7 separate regions of the Mus musculus genome follow, and regions 2, 3, 4, 5, 6 and 7 are each linked to region 1. The links are chromatin contacts, called in public Hi-C, HiChIP or PLAC-seq and promoter capture Hi-C maps. All regions are on one chromosome and are shown on one strand. The core of a region is the stretch at or near the end of the contact, and the rest is flanking DNA. Distances in the headings are between cores, read along the strand shown. Region 1 holds the start of Lrp6 (low density lipoprotein receptor-related protein 6). Region 2 overlaps Etv6 (ets variant 6). Region 3 holds the start of Gprc5a (G protein-coupled receptor, family C, group 5, member A). Region 4 holds the start of Ddx47 (DEAD box helicase 47). Region 5 holds the start of Apold1 (apolipoprotein L domain containing 1). Region 6 overlaps Etv6 (ets variant 6). Region 7 holds the start of Lockd (lncRNA downstream of Cdkn1b).

Region 1 (3,787 bases), core at 601-3,100:
TCTCTAAACCAAACTCATGCATGAATCTACTCAACTCTAGGCTCAAACCTGTTATCAAAATAAACAAACAGTCCTATGTCCCCTCTAAGAATGGCAGCTGGACTTTCAGGCGCTAAAGCCATCAGAAGTCACAGATTTAGACTTTCCCAACTCTAAATCAATCCACTAGTTCTACATTTTAACTCTTATGAACTTGTCAATCATATTCACATGTTAATAACAACTTTCTCACAGCTACAGCAAAATCTTTCAATGTAGAGTTTACTATAACAAAATAAACACTTGATTATTAAATCTCTTGAGTAATAACATTGAGTTCTCTGCCATGGAAATTAAAACAGCAATTATCTTTCTGGTATTTGCAAAAAGGACTAGACAATTCGGGATACGCTTATTTTTAGAAAATGGTGGGGGGGTTTTAAGGCAAATAGTCTTATTCAAATACACACATGCATAGATGATAGGCTGTCCCATTTACATCATAAGATTGTTAGTTACTATCCTACTTTGCAAACTTCCATACTTCTGACGGACTTAAACGTTGAGCTTGTTAAATTAATAACTAAGAATCCCAGAGAGGTCCCATTAACTGGCACAGGTAAGTTAACAAAAGCGAACAACAAGATACGGCGTCAAACAGCACCTCAATTCTTGCACAGGCAACACTCTCCATGGCACCAGCCCCCATCGCTCATCAACTGAAGACCAGTCGACAAGGTTTCCATTGCAAACTGTCACACAACAAAAAGTCAGGACGTACGTCTCAGCCTCACAGTCCAAATTCAAAACACCACAGAGCCACTACGTTTAAGCGATTCCCATAGCAAATTACCCAGGGCATTCTCTGTTATTTACTAAAGTGCCAAGCAGTTCCCAGGGGTGCCCAGCAAATGATAATTTAGTTCCCAGGATAGGCTCCTCGCCACACAAGGATGACTTCCCTACTTGGTGCCAACTGTACACTTGCACACTCCGCAAACAGGGGGCGAGTCCTGAATACCAGGGGTTACGAGGGCAACGTTTGTGTTTTTATTATGGGCTCAGATGATCCCGAATGCTGAAAAGCGCGACCTATCACCCTAGAGTCAATTTCCAACTGTGCTCTCACCCAGGACCATTCTATCCCCGCGGAAGACAATTATTAGTTGTAACAAGGCCTAGAGAGGGGAGAAGGAAAAAAAAAATAGTGGGGTTTAAAGAAGAAGAAAAAAGTTCACCTAAGAGACACGGGAAAGGTGAGCTCAGGCTTCGAGGGAGAGGGAGGTCAACACCAATGGTGCTGAAAGCGCAACTACAAAAGCCCCTTTCTGCCCCGAGTGCAGGCGAGCCGGGCACCGTCAGTCATTCCGATGGAGTGCGGGGGGCCAGGGGTCCCCCCGAGGCCCGCAGCTTTGTCCGGCGGCGCCGCGGGGCCGGCCAGGGGTGTGCGCGGCGGCCGGGCGCGGCCCCCGACCGCGGGCCCCTTCCTCGCGCGGCTCCCCAGCGCCAGGCCTCTGTCCCCGCCGCTGTCCCCGCCACCTCCCCTCCCCCTCCCGGGACCCCGGCAACTTTTCCCCCGGCCTCGCCTCGCTTCGCCTCACCTCTCAGCAGCACGCAGAAGCTGCAGGCCAGGAGGCTCCTCAGCACGGCCCCCATCTTCCCCCCACCACCGCGCGCGCTCGCGGCCCTCACCGGCGCCCGGCGGCCAGGGGACGCGCGGGCGAGGAGCCGGGGCGGCCGCCGCAGCGGCGGGTCTGCACGCTCATGCTTTCCGCGGCCGCGAGAAGAAAGAAAAGGGCGCACGTCAGGGCTCTAGCGCGCCGCTCCGGCCCGGGCTCGCGCGACGCCAGCGCCTGCCCCCATGCCGCCGCCTCCTCCCGCGGCGCCCCACGTCCCCCGCGCGGCGCCTCATTCAGCCTCTTCCTCTCGCAGCGGCGCAGGGATCCGCCGCGGGGCCGCCGCCGTCTCCCTGCGCGCCCGACTCCCCCCACCCCCGTCCTCAGCGCGCCGCGGCCGGACCCCGGGAGCCGCGACCGCCGCGCGCGCCGACTCCCCGGAGAGCCCCCGCGGGTTGAGCCTCGCGAGCCCCCGCACGCTGCGGGGATAAGGTCTTCCCGAGGCGCATTCCGATGGGATTCTTTCCCCGGGCGGCGGAGGGCGTGAGGCGACGTCGGCCGACACTGGGGCCGGCGTGGTCGGGACTACTTTCTGCGTCCCGGCCCGTCGCCGCCCGCGCCGCTCTTTGTGCGCCCGGCCGCCGAGCCAGGTGGAGCTGCGGACCCCGGGGCTGCCCCGGGACGTAGGAAAATCAAAGTGCCATTGCGGCTTACGCTTTCCCGAAGCGGCGGGCCAGGGGAACGGTGTGCAGAAGCCAACGCGGAGCACATCGCTAGTGGACTGGGTTGAGAATCCTCATCATAGGAAGTAAAATAAACCAGACTCGGACTTTAAAAAAAAAAAAAAGTATGTTTTTCTCCTAGTGTGGAGCCTGCTTTACATATACACATAAAGTCACACACATGGGGAAAAGACAAAGATTGTGGGATTGTATACACATAAGTAAACCTTACTCAGACAAGTTTCCCTCATATGTGGATCTAGGGGTGTGTGTGTGTGTGTGTGTGTGTGTGTGTAGAAATGCCTTTATATATGAGTTAACACATAGATGATAAGAAAATAAAAGTATGACTATCTGGGAAAAAGAGTGAAGCTAATGTTGGGGGAAGAGGCACACACATGTTAAAAGAAAATTATGTGCTTGAATCTTATCCATCATTACATACAATAAATATAAACTAAGAAAAAAATTAAAGAAAAAAAACAATAGTTTTTTGTTTGTTTGTTTATTGCCTTCCAAGAAATACAGACCTTTTTTTGTGAACTAAGCTGACAAGGACTAAAGCTTTCTAAACTGAGAGAGAAAATCCTTAGTAGCTAACAGCAAAGAGAAAATAAAACATGTCTTTTCAGGGGGAGGGGTTACAGGTCTGAGAGAAAAAAAGGAGCCCCCAAAACAACCTCTACCACTACATGTGCAGTGGGCATTTCCAAGTAATAGCCCAAATGCCCTCTGCAGTCAACTGGCCAGCTTCAGCCTAGGCCAGCCAGCTCCAAACGTTAACCATCAGCTGTGTCCTGTCCAGCCATCACACACCCTTTCTGCAGGCGAATGGGCAAAGGGCTCACCTAGGGCTTGCAAGCAATTTATCAGATGGGCCACTCAGAACTAACCTGAGATGAGACTGGCTTTGCTGTGATTCTCTTGGCACACATGAAGAATTTGAGACACTCGGTGACTTATCCAAGGCCACTCAAGTCCTGAGTAACAGAACCTGAAGCAACCAACTTGGAGGATTGTACAGGAGTGTTAGGAAATGTTTTCAGGTAGGCTGGTGAGGGAGCGCGGTGGGTAAAGGCACTTACCTCTAAGCCTGACAGCCTAAGTTCAATCCCTAGGGCCCACAATGTGGAAGGAGAGACCTTACTCCTTCCAGCTGTCTCTGACCTCCATTTATATGATATATGCCGTGGGACTCACCCTCTCCAGGACACACACACTTTTTTGTAAACAACAACAAAATTTGCATGCTTAAAAGTAGTGAAGATGGAGAACAGAAGGGGATCTGGCATGGTGGCAGGCTTTCATGTGCAAGACCCTAGATCGCTCTTGTACTGTGGGAAGAAACTGAAAATTTCAATTTTGCTGATGTAACTTGTGTGCATATGTGTGCACAGACCTATTGTATACTTGAGCAAAGACCAGAACTGATAATGCAAAAGTAGGTATCAGGATAGAGGTGCACTTTTC
Region 2 (3,787 bases), core at 559-3,058, 500 kb before region 1:
TCGTAGGCCAAGAACTTCCACCAAATTCTATCTGGCAGACATCTGTATATTTCAGGGCAGTTGCTTCCGCCCTGCCTGACCTCCTCTGGTGAGGAGGTGCCCCCTCCTCTGGTTTCTGCTGTGGTGTTTTCCCTCCGTTTTTTCAGGCCTCATTTACCTATGCCAGGATCTATGCCAGGTGCACCATGTACTTGCTGTTTAATTAACCAACAAGGACTTTGAATGGCCAAGTACCGTACCTGTCACATTGTTATTACAAGGACTCGATCAAGGAGACAAATGTAAAAGGGAGGGTGTTTCGAGGTCCTTTGAGGATATCCTGGCATACCCAATTCCAATTTTAATGTCAGTGTGATGACTTTTGGTCATGGCTACTGATCTACTGCCCCAGGTAATAAAATCTATTGAGGGCAGGGAAGATGTACATGCGTTTAATCTGGAGCTCAGAACGGTCAGGGCATGGTTTCATCGGTGACCAAAGCTCACAGGAGTTGTTTTACGCCTGTTTTCTACAGTTCACACGGCGGTACCTTCTTCCTCCTGGCTTTCTGTCCCCTTGTAGAGAGAATAGTTTCTGATTATCTTAGGATTTCTTTTTCTGTTCTGATTTTATCTCATTCATTTAAAGAGAATGATATGCATCGTTGTATTGGGGTTCTCTAGAGAAAGAGAGCCAGTAAATTTTATGCATGTATTCATTCATGTATCAATTAATTAATTAAGATGCATTAGCTCACATGACAGTGGAGGATGAGGGGGTGTGTCCTGTGATCTTCTGCTGTCCTCAGGCAGGCGCCCCAGGAAAGCCAGTTGTCACAGTTAAGTCACAGTCTGAAGGCCTGGTTCCTCAGGTTGCTGGGGACTAGCAGATGAGAGGAGCTATCCATCCCGACTCACACTGTGGAGTAGGAGGGCAAAGGCCAGAACTCACGGATTCTTCCTTCCTTTTTCTGCTTTGTGTTTCCCCAGCCTCGAGGGACTGGTTCATGCTGTCCTCACGAGGAAGGGCCTCACCCCTGAGTCCACAGCTTCAGATGGCTGAGATTACCAGGAAATAGCCTCAGAGAAGAATGCTGAGATAATAGGAACCTCGTGATCCAGGAAAGAGTATATGCAGAATTAACACAGGTATTAATGACACCTGAATGGAAAGTAATGTTCTGGCCTTCTGTGAGTGGATGAGTGTGTGTGTGTGTGTGTGTGTGTGTGTGTGTGTGGGGTGTGTATGTGTATACGCACATGTGCACGTGCACACACACACAGGAGTAAGAACTTTAAAACAATCAGAATGTGTAGGAAGGAAAGATCTAACTTGATCATCAGTTTTTCCTTACCCAGGTCTTCGACTCTCTTGAAATAAAGGGTAGATCGTTGTGTGTAGGCTTCTTGTTTGTGTAAGTTAGAGTACTTTATGAATGAGTGAAGGGTTGAATAAAGGACATGACTGACTTCTTCCCACAGACTCTTTTTCTACGTAGGTCCCCTACACCAGGAGACACTCACTCCTCTTTCGGACAGACTTGCTACCAAGTTCACACATAGCATGTTAAATGGCTTTAATGCTTCTCATGTCTATAAATAGGTGCTTTTAAAAATGGGGCCACTGTGGGACCTGACCATTCTTGTCACTCTCCTTTCTCTTCCCGTAGGGAAATGGCACATTTATAAAGAGTATGTGAGATCTGATGCTTTGTGTCTTTCACAGGCCGCCTATCAGAGCGAGAGTGACAAGGCAGCTCTTAGGTGCAGACTTGCTTGTGGTATTGGGCGTTTTTTTTGTTGTTTTGTTTTTTGTCAGCTTGACACAAGCCAGTGTCATTTCACAAGAGAGAACCTCAATTAAGAAAGTGTTCTCATTAGATTGTCCTCTAGGCAGGCCTGTGGGGCATTTCCCTGATTGATGTAGAAGAACCTAGCATCCTGGGAGTGGTACCATGGCTAGACACATGGTCCTGGGGTGTTGAAGCAGTCCTTCTCCATGGCCTTTGTTTAGTTTCTGCTCCAGATTCTTGCCCACTTGAGCCAAGTTCTGTTTCGAGTTCCTGCCTTGGTGTCTCTGAATGATGTGCCTAAGTGACTGATTGTAACCTGCAAACCAGATAAACCCCTTGTCTTCAAGTTGGTCAATGTTTTATCACAGCAGTAGGAAGCAAACTAAGGCTCCAACGAGCAGCTCACAGTCCTGCTGGCCTCTATCATTCTGACATGAATGTCAGCACACACCTCCTCACGGTGGTACTCTTCCGCATGTTCTTTGACATTCGTGCAATGCTATTAGCCTGGCTGGGAGTCGAGCCTCGCTGTGCCCTTGGTTAAGCCATTTCCCGGTGTCTTAGACTTTATTTGTAAAGTTGAGAGATGAGCCTCCCAGTTCTCTGGCTGTAAGGGCATTTTGACCTCTGAAAGGATGTGGGTGAAGTTTTAATCTTTCATACCTTCCTTCAAAGGAACATCCAGGTCATGTCAGTTATGACTCAGAATACCCTGCGGCGCTCTGGTTCTTGTAGAAATAAAGAACTTATACTTTAAGAGGCAGCCCATCAACTTAATTCAAACTTAGGAACAATAAACTAAAAGCCAATGTAACATATAATTTACCACTATTGTGTTTTTGTTTATGTTTCCCTCTGAGAGGGGGGTCTCATGTAGCCCAGGCTGGCCTTGAGTGTAGCTGAGGATGACGCTGACCTTCCGAATCTCTTACCACTACTGCCTGAGTGCTGGAATTAGAGGTGTTTACCTGCACGGCTAGTTTATGTAGTATTATGGCTCAAATCAGGGCATTGTGAATTCTAGGCAAGCACTCTGAATTAGCTGCATCTTCAGCTCATTTCTGTAACCCAGACTAGCCTCCATTTCATAAGAGTCCATTTGCCTCAGCCTTACCCAAAAGTCTGGGATTATAATCATAAACTACCACACCTAACATTTTGTCCTCTGTATTTCCCCCATTCCCCTACACCCTTTCTTTCTGTCTTTTGTTTGTTTGTTTGTTTGTTTGTTTCTCTGTGTAGCACTGGCTGTCCTGGAACTCACTCTGTAGACCAGGCTGGCCTCGGACTCAGAAATCCGCCTGCCTCTGCCTCCCCTCCCAATTAAAGGGAGATTAAAGATGTGCGCCACCACTGCCCAGCCGCTGCACCCTTTCTAAGCTGCTTCTGGTAGTACAGGAATTTTGCTTGCTTGCTTGATTTTTTTGGCTAAGAACCTTTCCCTCCCTATGTGCAGCTCCTGACATCATCTTCCAGGGTCCATATTACATGTTCAGTCAGGGCAGGAAGTACTCCGGATTGATTTCTTGCAGCCAGTGATTAACTTCCTCCATTGAGGACTTGTTTAAGGGGAAGAACCCACAGCTTGTTAAAATGATTGCCTATCCCTGTCTCACCTTCCTGCAGCAGAGAGATCTGCTTAGAACCTAATTAGAGCATATCGCAGTGGCGTTCCTTGATGGCCTCCTCCTCCTGTACTCTGCCCACATCTATACTCTCACACCTATAGCAGTCAGTTCCTGCTCATGGCAGGGAATGGCCACAGAGAAGGCTCCTTTAAGGGTTTCACTCTTTCTCCTCCACCCTGCAGTCTTTGTTTGCTCTCCTCCTTATGTAATGTTCTTTAAAGTCTTTGAGAGCTGGGGATATAGCTGAGCTTGATAGCACTTGCAAGAATTCTTGGGGCTCTGGGTTCGATTCTCAGCACTTCAGAAACACAAGGCAAAGAACAGCACAGGTTACTTTTGGATCCTGAGATAGATATATGGGAAATTGGGGTACTTTAAAGCCACTGT
Region 3 (3,787 bases), core at 905-3,404, 500 kb after region 1:
CTTCAGTTTCTATAGATGAGATTGTAGAAGTTTAGAGAGAAGCCCTTTCCGGTCTCATCATTCCCCAAGCCCTTTCCCCAGGCCCCTGTCTCTTGGTGAACCCCAGGAGAGGAGGAGAACTTGACGACCTCTGACCTGCAGGCCACAAGGGAGATGGCCAAGTTAAATATTGACTGCGGTTTCTTAGGTACGAGATCAATAGAAATATAGACTCCAAAGATTTAGGTTGTTTTGGCTCTGGTGTTTGAACCAGTACCTTATACATCACAGCATAAGCTCATGAAGAGTCTTTCTATTGGTGTGTGTGTGTGTGTGTGTGTGTGTGTGTGTGTGTGTATGTGCGTGTGTGTGTAGCACTCACCATGGTCCTGTGTGTAGGTCAGAGGACAACTTTACAGTCTTGGTTCTCTTCTTGGACTTGGTTGACCTTCATGCCGATTTTGGGAATTGGACTCTGGTTATCAGGTTAGGCAGCACGTAGTTTATTGGCTGAGCCACCTTCCCATCTCCTCTGCCTTTTTGAGTCAGGCTCTTGAGAGTAGCCCCCCCTCCCCCTTTCCCGTTGCCCTATATCACCTATGTGGCTCAGGCCGGTGGCCATCTTCCTGTTTCAGTCTCCCAAATGCTGACTCGAACTGTCATTTGCAGCAAGTCACCTTCAGGTGACCTCAAACTCCTATGTAGTAGAAACTGGCCTTGAAGTGTTTTTCTACCTGCTTCTACCACCCAAGTGCTGGCGTTACAGAGGTGCCCCGCGCCAGGCCTGGCTTGTTACATTTTATTCTTTTCTTTTCTTTTTTTGAGACAGGGTTTCTCTGTGCATCCCTGATTGTTCTGGAACTCACTGTGTAGAGCAGACTGGCCTCCAATTCACTGAGATCTGCTTGCCTCTCCCTTAGGAGTGCTGGGATTAAAGTTGTGAGCCCCTACCATCTGGCAAGATTGTTTGTTACATTTTAAAAAGCATTTAAGGGTGTGGAGAAAAGTGGGTCTCAGCCCCTTGTAGGGGTTAAACATCTTTTTCACAGGGGTCACCTAAGCCCAGTAAAAAGCACAGATATGTATATTAAGATTCATAACAGAAGCAAAATTACAGTTATGAGGTAATAACAAAGATAATTTTATGGCTGGGGGTCGCCATACATGAAAAATTGTATTAAAACTGAACTAAAGCACTTAGAAGGCCTGCTCCAGGCCTTCCCTACTACCTAAAAAGCTTAGTTCCCCCGCTGCCCACCAACGCAACCAACGGGGTAAACCTGGTCCAGTGCGTTGACATTCCAGGACTTTTTGACTACGGAGCAGGCAGGTTTCAGCCGGACTGGCCTGATAATGGATGCGCTGCGGGCCCCTACCTAAGCAGGAGGAATCAGACACCAAAGGCAAATTCCTTCATTTCAAAATTTTATCTGGCGTCTCTGTTCCTATCAACTGCTTTGTCAAACTTTTGGAGAGGTGGTTAAAAGAAAGGCGATATGATCTCTCAGTCAGGCCATGCTAACTTGGCTATGCGACAGTTCCAAGAAGGGCCTTGCTGAAGCGTCTCAACTTTTCCTTGGTCTTTACTCTTTAGCCGCGACTGGGGGACCCACAGGAGAGTGAGTGGCTGTCTCTTCCCATTTAAACTTGGCTTCTCCCTGCTCACCGGAGGAAGGAGTGGGTGATGGAGAGACAGGTGCCGCCAAGGGGAAATAAAGACCAACTTCTCCCACAGAAAGTAACAAAGGAGCTGCCTGGAGCTGCTGGCTTAAGTCTTTGCCCTTGGGGCCCTATAGTGCCCTCAGGGAGGATGGGTGTGGTTCCCTCCAGGAGATGACAGCCAGCAGCGCTCATCCGTAGCTGGGTTCACCGTGTGGCTCTTTTCATAAGGGCGGGAGCTCTGGGACCGACCTGAACACTCGTCGAGAGCTACGCCTGGCAGTCTAGGGTGCTTCCCCCGCAACCCCGCCACCTATTTCATGAGTGACTGTGCTTCTGACGTCAGGGAGGCTTTCAGTTCATTCTCTGGCACGGTGACTTTATTTTCACAACAGCGAGAAGTGCCGCGGAACTGGATTAGGCGTGTCCTCTCCCTCCGCCCCGCCCCCGCCCCTTGTCCCTCGGTTCACCCTCTCCCTCCCTCCGGCGACAGAAGCCTTTATAACCGCTTTGCGCGGCCAAGGCGGGATCCTTGTCCCAGGACCTGCCCAGTAGCCAGGGGTTGAGCGCTCTCGCCTTTCACGCGTGAGTCGCAAGTTCTCGCTTCACCCCGAGCGCCGCGGCGCCCAGGTAAGAGGGGTTTACCCAGGAGCGCGCTCCGGGCCCCAGTTTTAAATCCGGAGAGTGGGGCGTGGGGAGCCTTGGGGAAGGAGAACTGAGACAGTACAGCCCGTGATGGACTACAGCTGGCTAGGAGAAACAGATGAAACCGAGAAAGGAATGTCCTTAACTTCTCTCACCTCTGAATGTGTTCTCTGGGCTAAAACAGAGGGGAAAGACCAATCAGCAAACAGTTAGAAACTGTAGCACAGGCCTGTAATTCTGCACCTGGGAGGTAGATGCAGAAGAATCAAGAGTTCAAGGCCAGCCTTGACTCTACTGTGAGTTCCTGGTCAGCCTGGGCTATATAAGTCTCTGTCTCCAGATACAAAACAGTAGTTTAAAATACCAATATTAAAAGAGAGGTCCGTCTTGAACTGTACTAGGCCCCTCCCACAGGTTCTATGTAGCCACTGGTGGGTGGAAGATGGGCTATGATGCTTTCAACTCCCATCTGAGTTTCAAGGGTCTGTGAATGAATAGAGGGGTAGAGGGAGAGGATGCCAGCCGCTTCCTTCCCAAAGGAGCGAAGGCCGTGGAGGTCAGGAAGTGACTCACCTCAACGCCCCCCCCCCCTTCTCATGTGCGTGTTGTTCCTCCACCCCATCCCTTACTTTTCCTGTTGCCCCAGTCTCTAAGACCCTGTCTCTCTTTAACAAGAGGGGGTGAAAAGCTTGTCTTCCCGGAGGAGAAGAGACACAGGCAGGAGGAGGCTGGCAGATCACATTGAATGGAAAGACAGGAAACAGCAGTTGTTTTTTTTTTTTGTTGTTGTTTTGTTGTTGTTGTTTTTTTTTGTTTGTTTGTTTTTTTTAGACATTCAGGCTGGCCTCGAGCTTGTAACCACCATTCTGCCTCAGTTTGCAGAGTGTTGGGATAACAGGTATCGGTCTCATGGTAGAAGGCTCCCAAATGGCAAAAGCCTGCCTGGAAGCAGGTAATTGAAGGACCATCACCGTGCCTGCCTGCCTTTTCTCCAGGCAAGTGTCTGAGGCTTTTGTTGAAGCCTGGTGAAAGGTTCTCTGGAAACAGTCTCTTCTTTGCTCTTTACTGAAGGAGAATTCTTTAGCCACTTCAGATACAATGGCCTGGGAAGGTGGAGGGGAGGGTGAGGCCAACACTTCACCCTTAGGGGTTTTTGTACTGGCCATCACTGATAGAGAGAAGGAAGGGGAGGGGAGGAAGGGTTGGGAGGTGCCTTAGGATCAAAGAGGGAATGGAGAGGCTGGCCCCCAGGCCCAAAGGGAATGGCCACAGCTGTCTCTGACTTCCCAAGAAAAGGTCTCTACCTGGCTCCAGGCAGCCCTGTGTTTCCTGGTTCTGCAGTCATTTATCCAGCAGCCACCTGCCGCCAGGTCCTTATGCTGAGGAGTCGTAGGCAAGCGTCTTTTCTGTGTGTAGGTCCTGCCTGTCTGTAGTTGCACAGTATCCGTAAGCAGCAGGTTGAAAAAAATGTGCGCCTTCATTCCATTCTTGAGAGGTAATTGAG
Region 4 (3,787 bases), core at 340-2,839, 440 kb after region 1:
GAGCAATGGTTTTTGTTTGTTTTTCCAGACAGGGTTTTTCTGTATAGCCCTGGGTGTCCTGGAACTCACTCTGTAGACCAGGGTAGCCTTGAACTCAGAGATTTGCCTGCCCCTGCCTCCCAAGCTCTGTGATTAAGGGAGTGTACCACCATAGTCCCCTCCCTTGGCTTTTTCTATTTATTCTTTTATCTTCTGTCATTTTGTTTCTGAATTCCGACTTGTGCATTTTATCTTAATTCCCCTCCCTCCACAGGCAATCATCACAAACCTCTTCAAGTGTAGTTTCTGCTTCTCTGTGTTTTAGTAGAAGGTTGTTACATCCATCCATACACACTTGTAATATAACACACATATAATATATATTTGAAACAGGGTCTTACCAAGTAACCCTGACTGTTCTGGAACTTGCTATGTAGACCGGGCAGGCCTCCACTTCACAGAGATTCACCTGCCTCTGTCTCCTGAGTGATGGGATTAAAGGCATGGGCCACCACTCCCAATCTTAGTTATATTATATTTAAATCTATGGCCTTTCCCACAACAGCCTCAGGACTTGGAGCCCTAAATACTCTTAAGGGTATGTTTGACATGCGCTGCGCACATTTTAACAACACACTCTGCCAGAGAAAGGGATACCACGAAGAAAAGCATAGCAGATTGTCTCTAATGCCTCAGTTTCAGAAAGTGTGCCCCACACATTGAGAATGCCAATGCCTCCCCACTAGGGTACACTTGCAGGCACAGGGCATGTAACATACATTGTACCTCACTAGCTTAAGTGGTGGCAGTTCAGATATCTCACGGGTCTCAGGAATTTTGTATTCACAGATCTGCCAGTTTTTTGTTTGTTTGTTTGTTTTTTCGAGACAGGGTTTCAGAAATCTGCCTGCCTCTGCCTCCCAAGCGCTGGGATTAAAGGCGTGTGCCACCACGCTCGGCTCAGATCTGCCAGTCTTGAATAGGTGTCCCCTGAACTCAGAACGGCCTTTCTGGTATCAGTAAGGTCCCAGCTCAAATATCACTGCCTCAGAGACACCTTCTCAGTCTTGCAGCAATCCTGACAATTCTTTCTCCCAAAGCTTTGCTCCCCTATTTTTATGTAGCACTTTTCATAATTCAAAGTGGCCCATTATTACCTATGTATTGTTTGCCTTCTCTTTGCAGTGGAAGTTGATACTGTCCTGCTCTATCATTAGACACCTAGCACAGTCCAAGCATATGGCAGGCTGTCAGTTGTCAAATATATGAAGTAATGAATAAATAGTATCGTGATGTCCATGTGTTTACATTTCTATAGTTAGAAAAGTGATAAGCCAAAGGGAAGACAGCCAAGGCCCTGGAAGGCCGAAGTTGCAGAATGAAATCCTGCCTCAAGAAACCAATTTAAAAAAATAAAAAATAGGGCAGATACCCAAAGGGCAGCAAGAAGGGATCGTCTCAGTTCCTTAGGCACACAGGCTTCCAGCCATTGCTGTTCTTCCAAGTCCCTCCTGTGTGGGGCGCTGCCACGCCAGACCCGCCAGCAGGAGGCGTTCAGAACCTACACTCTAGGAAAGTAATCGCCTACATTTCCCAGCACGCCTTGCGCCTCGGCCCCACTTCCGGAGCCCACGAGCAAGATGGCGGCGGACGAGGAACCCGATTCCCCCTCTGGAGCCCTTCAGACAGCTGCGGAAGAGGAGGAAACGAAAACATTTAAAGACCTGGTGAGAATGGGTGATGCTGGTATTTATTTTGTGATGTTGGCGTTTAGGCTCACCCAGGGTTTGGGTACTTCATATCCCAGCCGGTGGTGTGTAAAAACACCTTGGGGCCTAGCTCATGCTATCTTCAGGCTGTCAGAAACTCGGGGTCTCTTCACGCTCCCTCGGGTGCATTTGCCTTGTAGGATGCCGCTGGGTCGTGAGAGCCCCCGTTTGTTTTTCTCCCCAGTTACTGTAGAGCCTTATGTTATCTAGGGTCACGCGTGACCTCCTTACAAGAGGCAAGTTGTTATGGTGTGCGCCTCACTTTATACACGTGAGGCACTTGGTAGAATAATAGCTAGCCACTGGTCGGAACTGATTTGACGGGTTAAATGAGATAATACATGCAAAGAGTTGACAGCAGCCCCTGGTGAAGAGAAATTGTCTCAAGGCGCTGTCCCATAGTGTTCATATAAAGCAGGGTCTGAGATGTACAGTTATGTAAAGTGCAAAGGGCTACGTATCACCAGGAGGATGGCTCTGATAAAGGTGAGGATGTATTCTTTGCTAAAGTATGGTTTTCTGAATTCAAAGGGTGTTACGGATGTATTGTGTGAAGCTTGTGACCAGTTGGGATGGGCAAAGCCCACCAAGATCCAGATCGAAGCTATTCCTTTGGCCTTGCAAGGTAGGTTGGAATTAAATATGCAGGCTAGTACAGAGCCAGTGTGGCATTATATTCAGTTTTTGTGTTGCTTCTAAGAGCTATTGCTGTCAAATTCCAAGTGAAATAAAGATATAATCTCTCCCTGGGTATGGCAGGACTACTTGAGTTCTTAACACCGAGGAGGCAGAGACCTTGCTTCAAATAAATATAAAGCCAGGTGTGATCACGGTGGCACAAGCCTGTACCATTTGGGAGGTAGACACTGACGTTAATGAATGGTGGGACGACAGTTTTAAACCCCTAGAGCACTCTACTGTCTGAATTTGCATGGCAGATCCTGACTGTTAGCTCTAAGAGATGAGAATTAAGAATCCATACAATGGACCATCAAGAGACCCATAATTAGCCTCCAAACGATGACACCATTGCATACACTAGCAAGCGTTTGGTGCAAGGACCGTGATATAGCCGTCTCTTGTGAGACTATGCCGGGGCCTAGCAAACACATAGGTGGATGCTCAGAGTCAGCTATTGGATGGATCACAGGACCCCCAATGGAGGAGCTAGAGAAAGTATACAAGGAGCTAAAGAGATCTGCAACCCTGTAGGTGCAACATTATGAACTAACCAGTACCCCGGAGCTCTTGACTCTAGCTGCATATGTATCAAAAGATGCCGTAGTCGGCCATCACTGGAAAGAGAGGCCCACTGGACAGGCAAACTTTATATGCCCCAGTACAGGGGAACGCCAGGGCCAAAAAATGGGAATGGGTGGGTAGGGGAGTGGGGGGGGGAGGGTGTGGGAGGCTTTTGGGATAGCATTGGAAATGTAATTGAGGAAAATACGTAATTAAAAAAAAAAAAGAGGAAAAAAAAAAAAAAGAATCCACCATAAAGCTAGGCGTGGTGGTGCACACCTTTAATCCCAGCACTCCATTGGCAGAGACAGGAGGATTTCTGAGAGTTTGGGGCTAGCCTGGTCTACTAAGCAAGTAGGAAAACACTTTGTCTTTAAGACAAAGAACAAACAAACAACGCCCCCCCCCCAAAAAAAAAACCAGAAAGAAAATCCATCTTGCTTATTCTGTATCTTCCAACACCCTTGATCAGACCTTTCTTGAAGTTATCTTTTCATTTCAACACAGTATTTTACTAGCCTGTCTCTTTAGCTACTGTTTCTTTCCTTTGGCTTTATAATAGCGATTCTATCACCATCCTCTATTTCCTTATTCTAAAACAACTTGGACCTACTGAATTAGAATTTTCAGGTGTCAAACCAGGTGGTGGTGGTGCGTGCCTTTAATCCCAGCACTCAGGAGGCAGGGCTTGGCAGATTTCTAAATTTGAGGCTAGCCTGGTCTACACAGCGAGTTCCAGAGCAGCCAGGACTACACAGAGAAGCCCTGTCACAAAAAAAAAAAAAAACCAAAGCAAA
Region 5 (3,787 bases), core at 734-3,233, 420 kb after region 1:
ACACACATGGACCAGGGACCTGCACAGGAATGGCACCTACCAACAGTGTGCTGGGCCTGTCTATATATGTGTGTGTGTGTGTGTGTGTGTGTGTGTGTGTGTGTGTACATGCACGTGGGAGTAAGAGAATGGCTTTGAGTGTTGTTCCTCATGTGCTGGCTGCCCTTTTGTGGTTGGAGTAGATAGAGCTTGTGATGTAAGCTAGGCTGCTCGACCAGCAACACCACACTTGGCAGTTTTAAATGTAGGTCCTGAGGATTAGACTCAGGCCCCTGTGCTTCCAGGTTTTGCTCTCCAGTTCGGGCTGACCTTGAACTTTGAGCAAACTATGATGCTTCCTTCCAGGTGCTGGGATGACAGGCCTGTGCCACCATGCCCAGCCGTTCTGCCTCTTATCTCAAGAGTACAAGTAGACGCTGGGGCCATTCTGCTCGGTTATGTCTATTCTGTAGGAGCTATAACCAGAACACTTGGACGTGGACTAAATTCTGACTGATCAAGGTCAAGAGCAGCAGGGTGTGCTGCAGGTGGCACTGCTCTGGTAAAGACAGGTTATCCATACGAAAGTGAGGGGCTTAATTGTGTTCTACAATGATAGAGCTGTTGAAACTTTCCAAATGGGGCAGAGCAAGAGGCAAGTTCAATGCCAGTCTGATCTACTTAATGAGTTCTAGGCTAGCCAGAACTCCATAGTGAGACCGCACTGAACAGATGCAAGAGACTCCAAATGAATAAGGGGGACTTTTGTTTCGTTTTGGGAACAGGGTCTCACGTAGCCCAGGCTGGATTCCAACTAGCTATGAATCCGAAGCTGACCTTGAATGTCTAACCCTCAAGCTTTTACTTCCTGGTGCTGGAATTACAGGGGTGGGCCACAGTGATGGGTTTCTGGGTGCCAGTGTTAGAATCCAGGGCCTCCGCGTGCTAGTCTACTGCACCTCCAGCTGGAGACATGAATCATTTAGGTGAAAACCAGTTTGGCCTTTGACGATGGTGTCAGGGGTCCTTTGGTGAGACTGGGTTTCCCAACTAAGCTTCAGCTTCTCCCCTCCCCCCACCCCCACCCTAACTGCTTCAGGGATAGCTATGGGGTGCATCGCCATCTGGTCTGGGTAAAGGCACAGAAAGAAGCTACATTCATTTCCCCGCCTGCACGCTCTGTAATAGATAACTGTTTTTCAGACCCTGCTGGGGAACCTGTAGCTAGAATCCACTCATTTAACCATGATGCAAGCTACAGTCCTCGCTTCATATGAAAACCCCGGAAGCCATCATCTCCCCGCTGCCATGGAAAGTGTATAATTAGCTCGGTGTGCAGCTTGACCCCAGTGATTTTTCTGACGCACTTGGCCCCGCAGTGTGCCCTTTTTGAGACCTCCTGTGTCTTCTCCACAGCTGGAGATGCCCTAAACTGCACGCAGCACTTCCTGTGGGCGTGGTCTTGAATTTTAGGCGCTCCTTGGTGCTGGCTGCCCTCCCTTAATGGGTCACATGCTTCAGCTACTTACATCCCCACAAAGCTCTTTGAAAAGGACCATGAGTGGCTGTATCGATCATAATTAAGTTTTCCGGTCCCTCCTATTTCTTTTTAAAAATGATTTTCTGATGGAGTCCTCTCAAAGAAACACTATAATTGGGCAGCCTGGGGCATGTGGGAAAGCCTCCCCCGATGGCGTCAGTAGCTATTCTCAGGAGAGGAAAGGCAGGGTATCCCCACTGGGAGATGACAGCACTTGTTTCAAGTTGGGGAAGAGCCTGTGGTTCTCTTCCTGCGTTTGGAGGGGAAAGCGAACACACAATATTCATTTCCTAAATACGGGACGTGCTTTGCCAGCGTCTCTTTTTCCAACATGTCATATCCTGGCCGAAGGCAGCAGGGGTCAGGGCAGGAAACAGCAGCTTCTCAGAATGAGACAAGGCTTTCCCAGAGCCGTCATTGGCTCCTGGGAGCTATAAAGTATGCTCGTCCAGAAACAGTCTCCCACTTTTCTTCCTGGAGGCCAGAGTGAAGGGTAAGTGGGGAGTCCGAGGGATGTGTCTGCAATGGGATTGGTGATATCGGGGTCAACTCTCGAGGCGTCATGTATTTGGAGTGACTTTTTCCCAACCTTCTTGTTACCTGAAAACTTCTTACTGGTCAGCTAGATCATGGAGGTCAACCAGGAGCTGTAGGACCTATGAGTCAGGAGACCAGTGTTCTTCTGGGGGCACTGAGAAACATCAGCTGTTGGTAGCCGGTCTCTAAAGGCCTTCATCTTAACCGAGGACAATGAGTTCTGGCTGTGCATGCCGATGCAAGCCTGGAATTCTAGAACTCAGGAGGTGGAGGCCGGAGAATCGGGGGTTTGAGGTCAACTTGGACTATGTAACAGCCTGTCTTTAAAAACAACAAAAACAAATGGAGAAAGATAAAAAATTAAATAACTTCTGCCCTGCTCGTTCAGGTCCGACATGCTCTTTCAGTGACTTATTTGGTGCCTTTAAGAAGTTCTGACTGGTGGAGAGTACAGTGTGTATGAAAATGGGGCTCCCTCATTACCAGGACAGATGGCCTTTTACAGATGAACCTGGTACATTCAGCTTTCTCCCTTAGTCACCTTTTATTGGCTTCAGTCCATCTGGACCCAAGGAAGCCTCCAGTGAGCTGCTAGCTAGCACCTTTTCTTTTTTACCTTGAGACAAATTCTTGTTATGTAGCCTTGGATGGCCTAGAACTCAGTATTTAGACCAGGTTGGCCTTGAACTCTCAATGATCCTGCCTCTGCCTCCCAAGTGCTAGGATTAGAGAGAGGGACAGGGACATTGAGAGAAGGAGAGAGAGAGAGAGAGAGAGAGAGAGAGAGAGAGAGAGAGAGAATATAATGATATAATGAGAATGGGGGGGGCAAGTACCTTGAGTCCCTAGGACACAAGTCTCCACATAATGAAAAGTTTTTGTTACGTTACATGCACGGTTTGCTACTTTTAAGGTGTTCTCTTCTTTTTATTGGTCCTTGTTTGTCAGGAGTTGGGGAATAGAATAGGGTGTCACACCAGACAATGGCTCTACCCCTGAGCTGCATCCTCAGCCCAAGTGTCATTTTGAAAACAGAGCAAAGTCTCTGTTTTCAGAGCATTTACCTGGAGCAGCTTTCTAATAGTCTCCACCTTCCCGTTTAAACCTTTATTTAAATCTGTGGATGGTGTCCATAGATTTTGTTCCCTGGAAGGAAAGCAGAAGACAGCATAATCTCTGTTGGAACGCACAGTTAACGGGTTCTGGGAACTTGTGTGACTTGTCCCAGGCTCCAGAGCCTTTGGAAACTTGACCCATAACCCAGTAGTAACCTACCTCCCTGTTCCCAGTCCTGAGTGGTTTATTTATTCGTGTATTCATTTCGGCAGCCTTGTGGATTGAGTCTGAGGGTTGAACGCTAGGTAAGTGATCTACCATTAAGGCAACACGCCCAGCATAAAGTCTATTAATTATTTGAGGACTCTCTAGAGAGTGCACCGGGCAGCTCTAGCCTAGGGCAGCAACGGGTGCGGAAACTCGGGCTAACTGTGCGTCTATGTCCCTCACAGGGCATGGAGAAGCGGGCGGCCTGGGAGCCGCAGGGCGCCGATGCGCTGCGGCGCTTCCAAGGATTGCTGCTGGACCGCCGTGGCCGGCTGCACAGCCAAGTGCTGCGCCTGCGCGAAGTGGCCCGGAGGCTGGAGCGGCTACGCAGGCGCTCCCTGGCGGCCAACGTGGCGGGCAGCTCTCTGAGCGCCGCTGGTGCCCTGGCAGCCATCGTGGGGTTGTCAC
Region 6 (3,787 bases), core at 399-2,898, 390 kb before region 1:
GAGTGAGACTCTGTCACTGTGACAAGTACTGTGAGAAGCGATTTAAAGGAGGAAAGAGTTATCTTGGCTCATAGTTTCACTCTGGCGTTCTTGGTCCTGCTGCTCTGGGAATAAGGCCATGAGCATCGTGGCAGGGGGCAAAGCAGAGCTGTCCATCTCATGGGAACACAGAAACAGACAGAGAAGTGGAGGCCAGAGCAAGATAGGCCCTTCGAGTTGTACTTAGTCAAGCCCACCTTCTCATAGCCCATAATGAAGTCACCAACCTCATCCATGCGTCCAGGCATGGAGAACAATGAGAACCTCAAGGGGAGAACATGGTTACCATGGTAAAAGGACCAGAGAGGAAGGGAGTGTGTCTCCAGTGACAGATGGGACGAGAGAGGTGAGTGTGAGAGGCAGGGGAGGTAGGGGATGCCTGTGCCGTTAAAAGGCTTCGGCATTTAATTTTTCAATGAGAATTTTAGGCAGAGGGCTGGTGTGATCTGATTGTGATTTGAGAGGACTCCTGGGAAGTAACGAGAGAGACAGAAACGGGAGAAGGGAGAGAGTGAAAGCATAAAGGGCTTTTGAGAGTGAGTCCGTGAAGACATGATGGCAATGTTGGGCAGAGTGGCTCCCAGCCTGCCATGCTTCCAGCCTGACAGCCTTAGCACTTCTCCCTCCTCCTCCCCCTCCCCCTCCCTCTTCCTCTTTCTCTCTGCTCCTTCCTCTCCCTCTCTCTGCCCCTCCCTCCCTAGCCCTCCTTCCTCCCCTCCCCCTTCTCATGTTTCAGTTATCCCCCCACACACTTTCTCTTCCCTAAGAAATGTGCACAAACACAAGACCTTCATCCTACTACCTACCATGTTTCTTCTAGAATTCCTTCCATGATGCCTTGCCCCTATAAAGATATCTGACAGAAGCCACCAAATAAAGAAAAGATCTGTTTTGGCTCACCATTTCAGAACATCTCAGTTCATCATGGTGAGGAAAGCCCACTAACAGGGCCTGCCCAGTCTGTGGCAGTGGAAACTGTGTCAGGTGACTTTTCTTATCGTTGCTAATCAGAAGGCAGAGGCAGCATACTGTAAGGAGAAGCCTTCAGAGGTCAGCACCCAGTGACCTATTTCTGCCAGCCAGGCCCCCCTCCTAAGCTTGTAGCCTCCCAGAAGAGCACCACCAAACAACCACAAATCAAGTTTTCAGATAGCTGAGCTGTGAGGTGAATGAGGGGTATTGGGTATTCAAATTGTTAACACCCTCTATAACATGTAATCACCATTTGGTGTAGTTTATAATTTTGTTTGCTTATTTGTTTATGCGTTAATTGCCTGGTGCCTCGAAGAGCGCCCTCCCCCAAGGAGGTGCTTAGTAAGTATTTGCCTAATCAATCATGGAATGAAGGTCACCTGCCGCCATTGTCACGAGTAACCGTCATGACAGGGCTACGGTTTTCTCCTCACCATATGTCCCTTTCTGGAAAGACTTGATACGTCAAGCTTCGTGTACCTTCCGTGTGAAGTAGAAGTGTGTCACTGAGCCGCTGAGCGGGCTTCTTGGCTCCCAGTGTGTCGAGCAGCCTCGCGTTCGGGTTTGCGTTGGGCTCTGTGTCTTTTTTTAGTCCGGCTGCTCACTCTTCGCAGCCCTCCAGCTTAAACTCTTGAGTAACTCTGGACGTTGGAGTTTTCTGAGAACTTGAGAACTAGATGAATGAGATTGCCAATAGCATGCCTTCTGTGCCTGGCATCTAATTCTGGCACTTGCTTTAGCAAGCACCATTGCATAATTATAGCCATTGGCTACAAAAGGTGACCACGTAGCCTGCAATGGGGAATTGGAAGCTGTCCTAGTTAGCATTAACTGTCACCTTGAAGCAGCCTAGAATCACTTAAAAGGGCTCAATTAAGTGATTTGGTCTGTGGGCATTTCTGTGAGGAATATTCTTCATCGTTCATTCATAGAGGAGGGCCCAGCCCACTGTGGGCAGTACTATTCCCTGGGCAAGTGGTTCTGGTCTGGAAGCTAAGTGAGCTGTGAAGCGAGCCAACAAACAGCATTCCTAGTTGGTTTCTGCTTCAGTGCCTGCCCTGACTTCCCTCAGTGATGAACTAAGGCCTGGAAGTGTAAGTCGTATAAATTCCTTCCTCTTTTAAGTCAGTTGTACTCAGCGTTTTATCATAGCACCAGAAAGCAAACTAAAACAGAGACCCAACCAGAAAGCTATTCTAGAGATGTGAGGACAGGCTACGTACGTTTCTAGATTTTTTTTTTTTTATGTTCTATTAGTTCTTGTTTATTTTTAAGGAGATATGCAGTTTTGTTTGTCTTCTTGTTATTCCAAACTTTATGCTTTGGTCTACACCAAGTGTGACTTTCTTAGAGGAAGTTAATATGAGGCTGTCATTTCTGGCCTTTTTGTACCAAGCCCTTGGTTTTTTATTATAGTTTCCAAGCCTGTATCCCATGTTTTGCAGTGTTTTCTTTACTGAAAACTTTATATTTATTAAATAGACGAACTTAATTTGTTGTTCTACTTCTACCTAATTAAATACTTATGAACTACGAGGTTTATCAGGACTTCTGTTAAGTATGGAATGGTTGAAAAGCAACTCATATGGCTGCCATAATTCTAAAATAAAAGCCAGGGTATTTACAGATTTAGCCTCATCAGACCAAAGATTATTTTATGAATTTAACTCGAGGCTCACACATTGCAACCACCATTGGGGCAGTGTCCCCAGCTATTCCCTGATATATTTAAGAATCCTAAAAGAATTCTTTAGCAGACCTTCCGTGCTCATATAGAGGGGCTTGATGCTTTATTCTTTTGAGATAGTCTAGTTGTGTGGCCCAGTCTGACTCTGCTACTCACGAATAGACCAAGATGACTTTGAACTTGCGGCAGCCTTCCTGCCCCAACCTCCCCAGTGCTGGGATTCCAGGTGTGTGCCACCACACCTGTCTTGCTAGTGATAGTGAACGTGTTTGTGCATCCGGAGTCAGGACACGGGTTTTCACTCCTTGCACGAAGGCAGCTGGAAGAGGAAGTGGAACACCCTGGGTCTGTGACTGCTCGCGACTCTTCTGGAATAGGATTGCAGTGACAACTTGCCTGTGTCTAGGCCTGCTGCAGCATCTCTCTGGCTTGGGAAGAGCTGTGAGGGGAAGGATGATCTCAGAGGGGAGTGGCTCATGTTGAGAGAACAGATACCAGACCTTCTAGAACTCTCCCTGTACAGATGACCCCATTCTCCACTTCCCGGAAGTCCTGGGTGTCTCCTCCTCTGATTCACGCCCTCTTTGACTGACACTGATGCCAGGATCACCCGCTTGAGTGACCTGAATGAGGCCAAAAGGTGTTAGTATTCCCAGGAACCCTAGGAGACTGGAACAGAAAGGAGAGTGGAGGCAGAAGCTAGCTTCTCTACTCTGAATTCGAGGACAGCATTGTAAAGTTAAGCCAGCTGAGGAGGCGTGAGTTTTCTCTGCTGTTTGTGGCTGGAGTGACTGATCTGAGAGTAAAAGGCTTGCTTGATGCTGCTCTAGAATGAGTGTTGTCTGGCAGAGACAGAGCTAAAGCTGTGCCTCCCATCACGGGGATATTGATGGCAGCACTCATCATATTCATTGATCTCTACTGTGAGGATAAATTATCCACAAGTCCCTAAAACCTTGACATTAAAACTTGCCTTTAATCCTAGCACTTGAGAGGCAGAGGCAGACAGAACTCTGTGAGTTCAAGGCCAGCCTGGTCTACATAATGGGACCCAGTACAGCCATGGCTACACAGTAAGACCCTGCCTCA
Region 7 (3,787 bases), core at 900-3,399, 360 kb after region 1:
AGCTACCCGCTACCCCACTACCCTGGTCACGGCCCGGTAGTCTCCCCAACTGTCCCGCAGCCCCGATCCCGCCCGCTCACTGTGGCAACTGCTGGTCGGGCTGGCTGGCGCCTCAAGACCAAAAGTCTTTAATGTCGCCGGCTACTTGCAAGTCCCGCACTGCCAGGGTGGCTGCGCGCAGTTCCCGCGCCCCGGGCGCCCGCAGGCCGCAAAAAAGCGGCCGCGCCTCTATCCGCGCAGCCGGGCTGGGTTACTTCTTAGAAACCTTTCTTCCTCACCATCGATCCTCCAGACGAAGAAAATCACTATGGAAGGCCCACGACCCTTCCCAGAGGACACCCCGCCGCTCACTGAGTTCTGGGGGACTTGCCCGAAGGGACCAATTTCCCGGAGTTCGTGGACCCTCCAGGGCAGCAGCCCGCTCCCACCCCTACCGCAGGGCTCCAATGATCCGCAGCCCCGCGGATTTCGAAAGCCTTCCCGGCTCGCTGGCGGCTAAGCGACCGTCACCAATGCGCGCCTAACTGTGGAGAACCACTGCCGCTTTCGGTGATCAGCCCTGCCCTTCACCCTGCTTGCAAAGTGCCCCCCACCTTTGCATCCTTGGCTGTCCAGAACCGCAGACCTGGGCAAGGAAGAACTGGGGGAAATAAGGATTTGGGGAGGGGGCTGTGATGGGTTAGATTGGGGGACTATGGACATTCACTAGTGGGAGGGAGCAAGCAGTCGGCCTTTCAAGCCACTGTGTGCCCACCACCCTGGCTGCACTGAGCGACCTTTCCTGGGAGCCAGAGAATTGCCTTCGCCATTACACCATCATCACCAGAAAACACGATTGCTCGTCTAGCGCTTTGAACTAAAAGGTGTTTTGTTTAGAAGTCCACTTAGGATCCCTGATCTGTTTTTCAGAGCATGGATTCTTTTTCATTTGCCATCTTTCACCTGAGCCACACCCTACTCCTGCCCCCCCCTTTCCTGGCTTTAAAAAATAATAAAATTAAAGCAAAAAAGAAACCTTGCAAACGACACTGAGGGGTAAAAAGGCCATGGATCCTACTTAGAAACCTATGGGGTCGTCTCCCTGATTTCACTCGCGTGGGGTTGTAATAGGGTGGGGTCAGCCACAGGCGGATCCCGGAGAACCGAAAGTGCACTTATTTCCACGTACACTCAAGTCTCAAGTCCCTCGGGCCTCCATCCAAGTCACAGACTTATCATGCATAAGGACTCAGCAGAGGTAGGAACCAGAAATTAGGAAATCTTAAAAAATAAAACAAAAGAAAAACCCCTTATCCATGCTTTGGGCGCGAAACCTCGACGCGCCTCTAAAAGGAACGTTAAGAAAAAGGCCGGGAGAAGGGCGCGCGGTTCGGGCGCCGGCCGGGGGATTGCATCATTTGCGGCTCCCCCTCCAGAACCCGGACTGAGAACCGCAGCCACCATCATGGCGCTCGGGTCGGGACGCGGGAAGCGCGTCCAGGCCGCGGCCAGCGAGCTTAGAAGCGTTTGCAAACTTGTTACTTGGCGGCGGAGCGCCGGTCTCTGGCCCCCTCCTTCCCTTTGTGTGCGTGTGCATGTGCGTGCGTACGTGTGTTTGCGTGTGCGCGTGTGTGATGTGTGCATATAAAGCGAGAAGTTGAAGTTTCTCCCTCTGGCCTTCCCCAAACCCCCCCTCCCTCGTCCCGAGCTGGTGGTTGTAAACTTGATTGGCATTGGCTGCGCCCACTGACCCCTGCACCGAGTCCACTGAAGATTTAAGGTGGATCTGCGAGGCTGCAGCTGCAGGCGGAGCCTCGCGCTTAACTGAGTTTTGGAAGAAAAAAAAAAAAAGCCTAAACCGTGCGCCTGCTGCGTTTTACGAATCCTTCGGTCCACAGGTCCGCGGGTCCCCGCCCAGCCCGCCGCGCTTCCCCCGCCCACCTTCCCCTGCTTCCCCATTGGCTCGCGCCTGCAGTTTGAATTTTTTTTTTTTTTTTTTTGGATGCTTGTTTTCTTGTTAAAAAAAAAAAATTACCGTACGGTAGATCATGTGATGAGACTTAGTTGGGGAGTCTGAGGTGGGGTGTTTTAGCTGGTTTGATTGCAGGTAGTAGGGAGTAGGATGGGTGGAGCTTTCTGTTCCAAAAGTTGCCCCCCCCCCGCCCCGCCCGCAAGTGCCGTTGACAGAATGCAGGCGGGAAGCTTCAGTTTGGGTAGAGATGTAGCATCAAACATTCACGGATGTCCAGGGAGCACGGGCACACAGGCTGCTGGCCAGAGGTACTAGGAAGGTACAGGCGGGAGTTCGACGAGGACGCACCTTCCCCTGTCTTGGAAAGGTAGACTTGGGGAGGGCGGGAGCGGGTAGTTATCCTAGAAATGAATATTACCCGTCATAGGAATAAACCAACCAAATACAAGGTGTGGCTATAGACTCTATATAGAGCAAAAGAGGTGTTATTTCTGGGGTTAGAGTGTCAAAATCCATCAGGACAAAGGCAGTCGGTGTCATTTTCTTCCTTTTTAACCTTAAAGGGGGGGGGGAACCTGTCTGTTTTCCAGGTTTGGTTCCCCACCCCCCCTTGTGAGGATGAGAAGGGGACATAAAGTCCCCTTTTGATTTCTGGGTCAGGAAACTCATTGGAAAGAGTTTGTTAAGATCTAGGAGGATTCAATTAGTAGAACAGGTCTAATACAAGTGATGGCTTTTATTAATTAGGATCCAACTATGTTTTTCTTTGCAGTGAAGCTTTTAAAACGTCATAATAATTAAACAGTAGTCCTAGATCAGTCTTTCTCTTTATCAGGGACATCTCATATGTATACCTTTCTTTGCCTTTGCCTTTTTTTTTTCTTCCCTTTTTCTTTCCTTAAAATAATTTCTCCTGATATCTCCTTTCAGTCTGTTTTAGCCAGAAGCCCAGCCTTAGCCTCCATTGGCCCCTGAACCAGTATGCCATGTTCTTAGTTTTTTAGCTGTCTAGTTCTGACCTTACCTCTCCCAGTCCACTAAGCTCCTTGACCCCGTCCATAAACCAACATGTTTGAGCTGCTCTCCAGGCTGTATTCATGGACTCTGTTAGAGGCTCAGTGCTTACCTCTGCCTTTCAGAGGACACATCCGATCAGAATGAGCAGTCCATGAGGAAAACCACATCCCTGGAAGGAGGAAGCTAGTCTCAGAAACAGGTCTTCATCTTGAGTGTGAGCCAAGCAGGGATTTGGATGGTCCCCGGACAGGGGTGTCATAGATAAAGATTCAGATAGCACGTGACTGTGAAAACAGGCTTGGAAACTTGGGCTTGGCATGGTGGAGCACACCTGTAATCTGAGCACTTGGGAGCTGGAGGCAGGAGGATCAGGAGTTCAAGGCCTGCTTAGGATACTGAGAGACTTTGCAGTCAGCCTGGGCTGCATATAACCCTCCCTACCTCGAATATACCAACAAGCGTACAAACAAAGGAGGTCATAAATAAAACCCCACTGGACATGGTGGTGTACAGCTTTAATCCCAGTACTCGTGAGGCAGAGGCAGATGGATCTCTATGAGTCCCAGGTCAAAAATAAATGCATTACTACTAATAATGGCTCCCCTCCCTCTTTCTCCCTCCCTCTACTTCTTGCTGGTCTTGAACTTGATGTGTCTGACGTAATCTCTTAACCAGATGGGACTGTAGGCACGTGCTACTGTATCCACCCTAACTTTTCATACTAAAGTGAAGCCTTTACATTTAGGCTCTGGAACAGCTAAATAGAAATCTATGGACATCTAGGTCTTGGGGGTGGGGAGGGGGAGGTTAAGTGTTTTC

The links. Promoter capture Hi-C pulls out the DNA fragments that hold promoters and counts their contacts. A called contact is a pair of places that touch in the nucleus more often than the background predicts. HiChIP or PLAC-seq counts read pairs in DNA pulled down with a chosen protein or histone mark.
Region 2: a contact with region 1 is called in an H3K27ac HiChIP or PLAC-seq map of microglia, with 5 times the contacts expected there. The contact joins the enhancer-like site here to the promoter of Lrp6 in region 1. A contact is called at or near these places in 1 of 39 promoter capture datasets (embryonic stem cells), 4 of 115 datasets of contacts at active chromatin or transcription factors (bone marrow-derived macrophages, memory CD8 T cells, microglia and 1 more) and 1 of 9 other capture datasets (adipose tissue).
Region 3: an HNF4G HiChIP or PLAC-seq map of pancreatic cancer cells shows a contact between it and region 1. The contact joins the promoter of Gprc5a here to the promoter of Lrp6 in region 1. A contact is called at or near these places in 1 of 484 Hi-C or Micro-C datasets (embryonic stem cells) and 2 of 115 datasets of contacts at active chromatin or transcription factors (microglia and pancreatic cancer cells).
Region 4: a promoter capture Hi-C map of pre-B cells shows a contact between it and region 1, with 2.8 times the contacts expected there. The contact joins the promoter of Ddx47 here to the promoter of Lrp6 in region 1. A contact is called at or near these places in 3 of 39 promoter capture datasets (liver, neutrophils and pre-B cells), 1 of 484 Hi-C or Micro-C datasets (CD4 T cells) and 2 of 115 datasets of contacts at active chromatin or transcription factors (memory CD8 T cells and pancreatic cancer cells).
Region 5: a promoter capture Hi-C map of neural stem cells shows a contact between it and region 1. The contact joins the promoter of Apold1 here to the promoter of Lrp6 in region 1. A contact is called at or near these places in 4 of 39 promoter capture datasets (liver, neural stem cells, neutrophils and 1 more), 2 of 484 Hi-C or Micro-C datasets (both in embryonic stem cells) and 2 of 115 datasets of contacts at active chromatin or transcription factors (pancreatic cancer cells and trophoblast stem cells).
Region 6: a contact with region 1 is called in a Hi-C map of liver, with 2.1 times the contacts expected there. The contact joins the enhancer-like site here to the promoter of Lrp6 in region 1. A contact is called at or near these places in 1 of 484 Hi-C or Micro-C datasets (liver) and 1 of 115 datasets of contacts at active chromatin or transcription factors (pancreatic cancer cells).
Region 7: an H3K27ac HiChIP or PLAC-seq map of extraembryonic endoderm stem cells shows a contact between it and region 1. The contact joins the promoter of Lockd here to the promoter of Lrp6 in region 1. A contact is called at or near these places in 4 of 39 promoter capture datasets (the 3T3-L1 cell line, hippocampal neurons, liver and 1 more), 12 of 484 Hi-C or Micro-C datasets (CD4 T cells, the G1E-ER4 cell line, the HL-1 cell line and 5 more), 8 of 115 datasets of contacts at active chromatin or transcription factors (the 230-238 cell line, bone marrow-derived macrophages, embryonic forebrain and 5 more) and 2 of 9 other capture datasets (adipose tissue and liver).

Annotation. Positions count from the first base shown.
Region 1 is chr6:134,565,063-134,568,849 of GRCm38.p6, forward strand. It overlaps Lrp6 (low density lipoprotein receptor-related protein 6), which reads right to left and starts at 1,851. Exons shown (of 23, transcript NM_008514.4): 1 at 1,581-1,851. The coding sequence starts at 1,635.
Region 2 is chr6:134,065,338-134,069,124 of GRCm38.p6, forward strand. All of the region lies in intron 1 of Etv6 (ets variant 6), which reads left to right. Among named protein-coding and RNA genes, the nearest start is that of Etv6, 32 kb to the left of the region's middle. Within about 2 kb of position 1,809, at least 37 of the 459 cell types and tissues checked have an H3K27ac peak or open chromatin away from gene starts, as enhancers often do. A contact at or near this core is called in adipose tissue, bone marrow-derived macrophages, memory CD8 T cells and 1 more, where this site is marked.
Region 3 is chr6:135,063,508-135,067,294 of GRCm38.p6, forward strand. Gprc5a (G protein-coupled receptor, family C, group 5, member A) reads left to right here and starts at 2,155. Exons shown (of 4, transcript NM_181444.5): 1 at 2,155-2,268.
Region 4 is chr6:135,010,023-135,013,809 of GRCm38.p6, forward strand. Ddx47 (DEAD box helicase 47) reads left to right here and starts at 1,590. Exons shown (of 12, transcript NM_026360.3): 1 at 1,590-1,706; 2 at 2,280-2,373. The coding sequence starts at 1,620.
Region 5 is chr6:134,980,018-134,983,804 of GRCm38.p6, forward strand. It overlaps Apold1 (apolipoprotein L domain containing 1), which reads left to right and starts at 1,984. Exons shown (of 2, transcript NM_001109914.1): 1 at 1,984-2,012; 2 at 3,565-3,787. The coding sequence starts at 3,568. Gm36428 (a long non-coding RNA gene) reads right to left here and starts at 3,628. Exons shown (of 3, transcript XR_003956531.1): 1 at 3,121-3,628; 2 at 2,120-2,377; 3 at 1,881-2,038.
Region 6 is chr6:134,170,408-134,174,194 of GRCm38.p6, forward strand. The region is part of intron 2 of Etv6 (ets variant 6); the gene reads left to right. It overlaps Gm52920 (a long non-coding RNA gene), which reads right to left. Exons shown (of 3, transcript XR_003956529.1): 3 at 2,481-3,787. Among named protein-coding and RNA genes, the nearest start is that of Gm52920, 14 kb to the right of the region's middle. Within about 2 kb of position 1,649, at least 56 of the 459 cell types and tissues checked have an H3K27ac peak or open chromatin away from gene starts, as enhancers often do. A contact at or near this core is called in liver, where this site is marked.
Region 7 is chr6:134,926,943-134,930,729 of GRCm38.p6, forward strand. Lockd (lncRNA downstream of Cdkn1b) reads left to right here and starts at 2,150. Exons shown (of 2, transcript NR_037956.1): 1 at 2,150-2,343.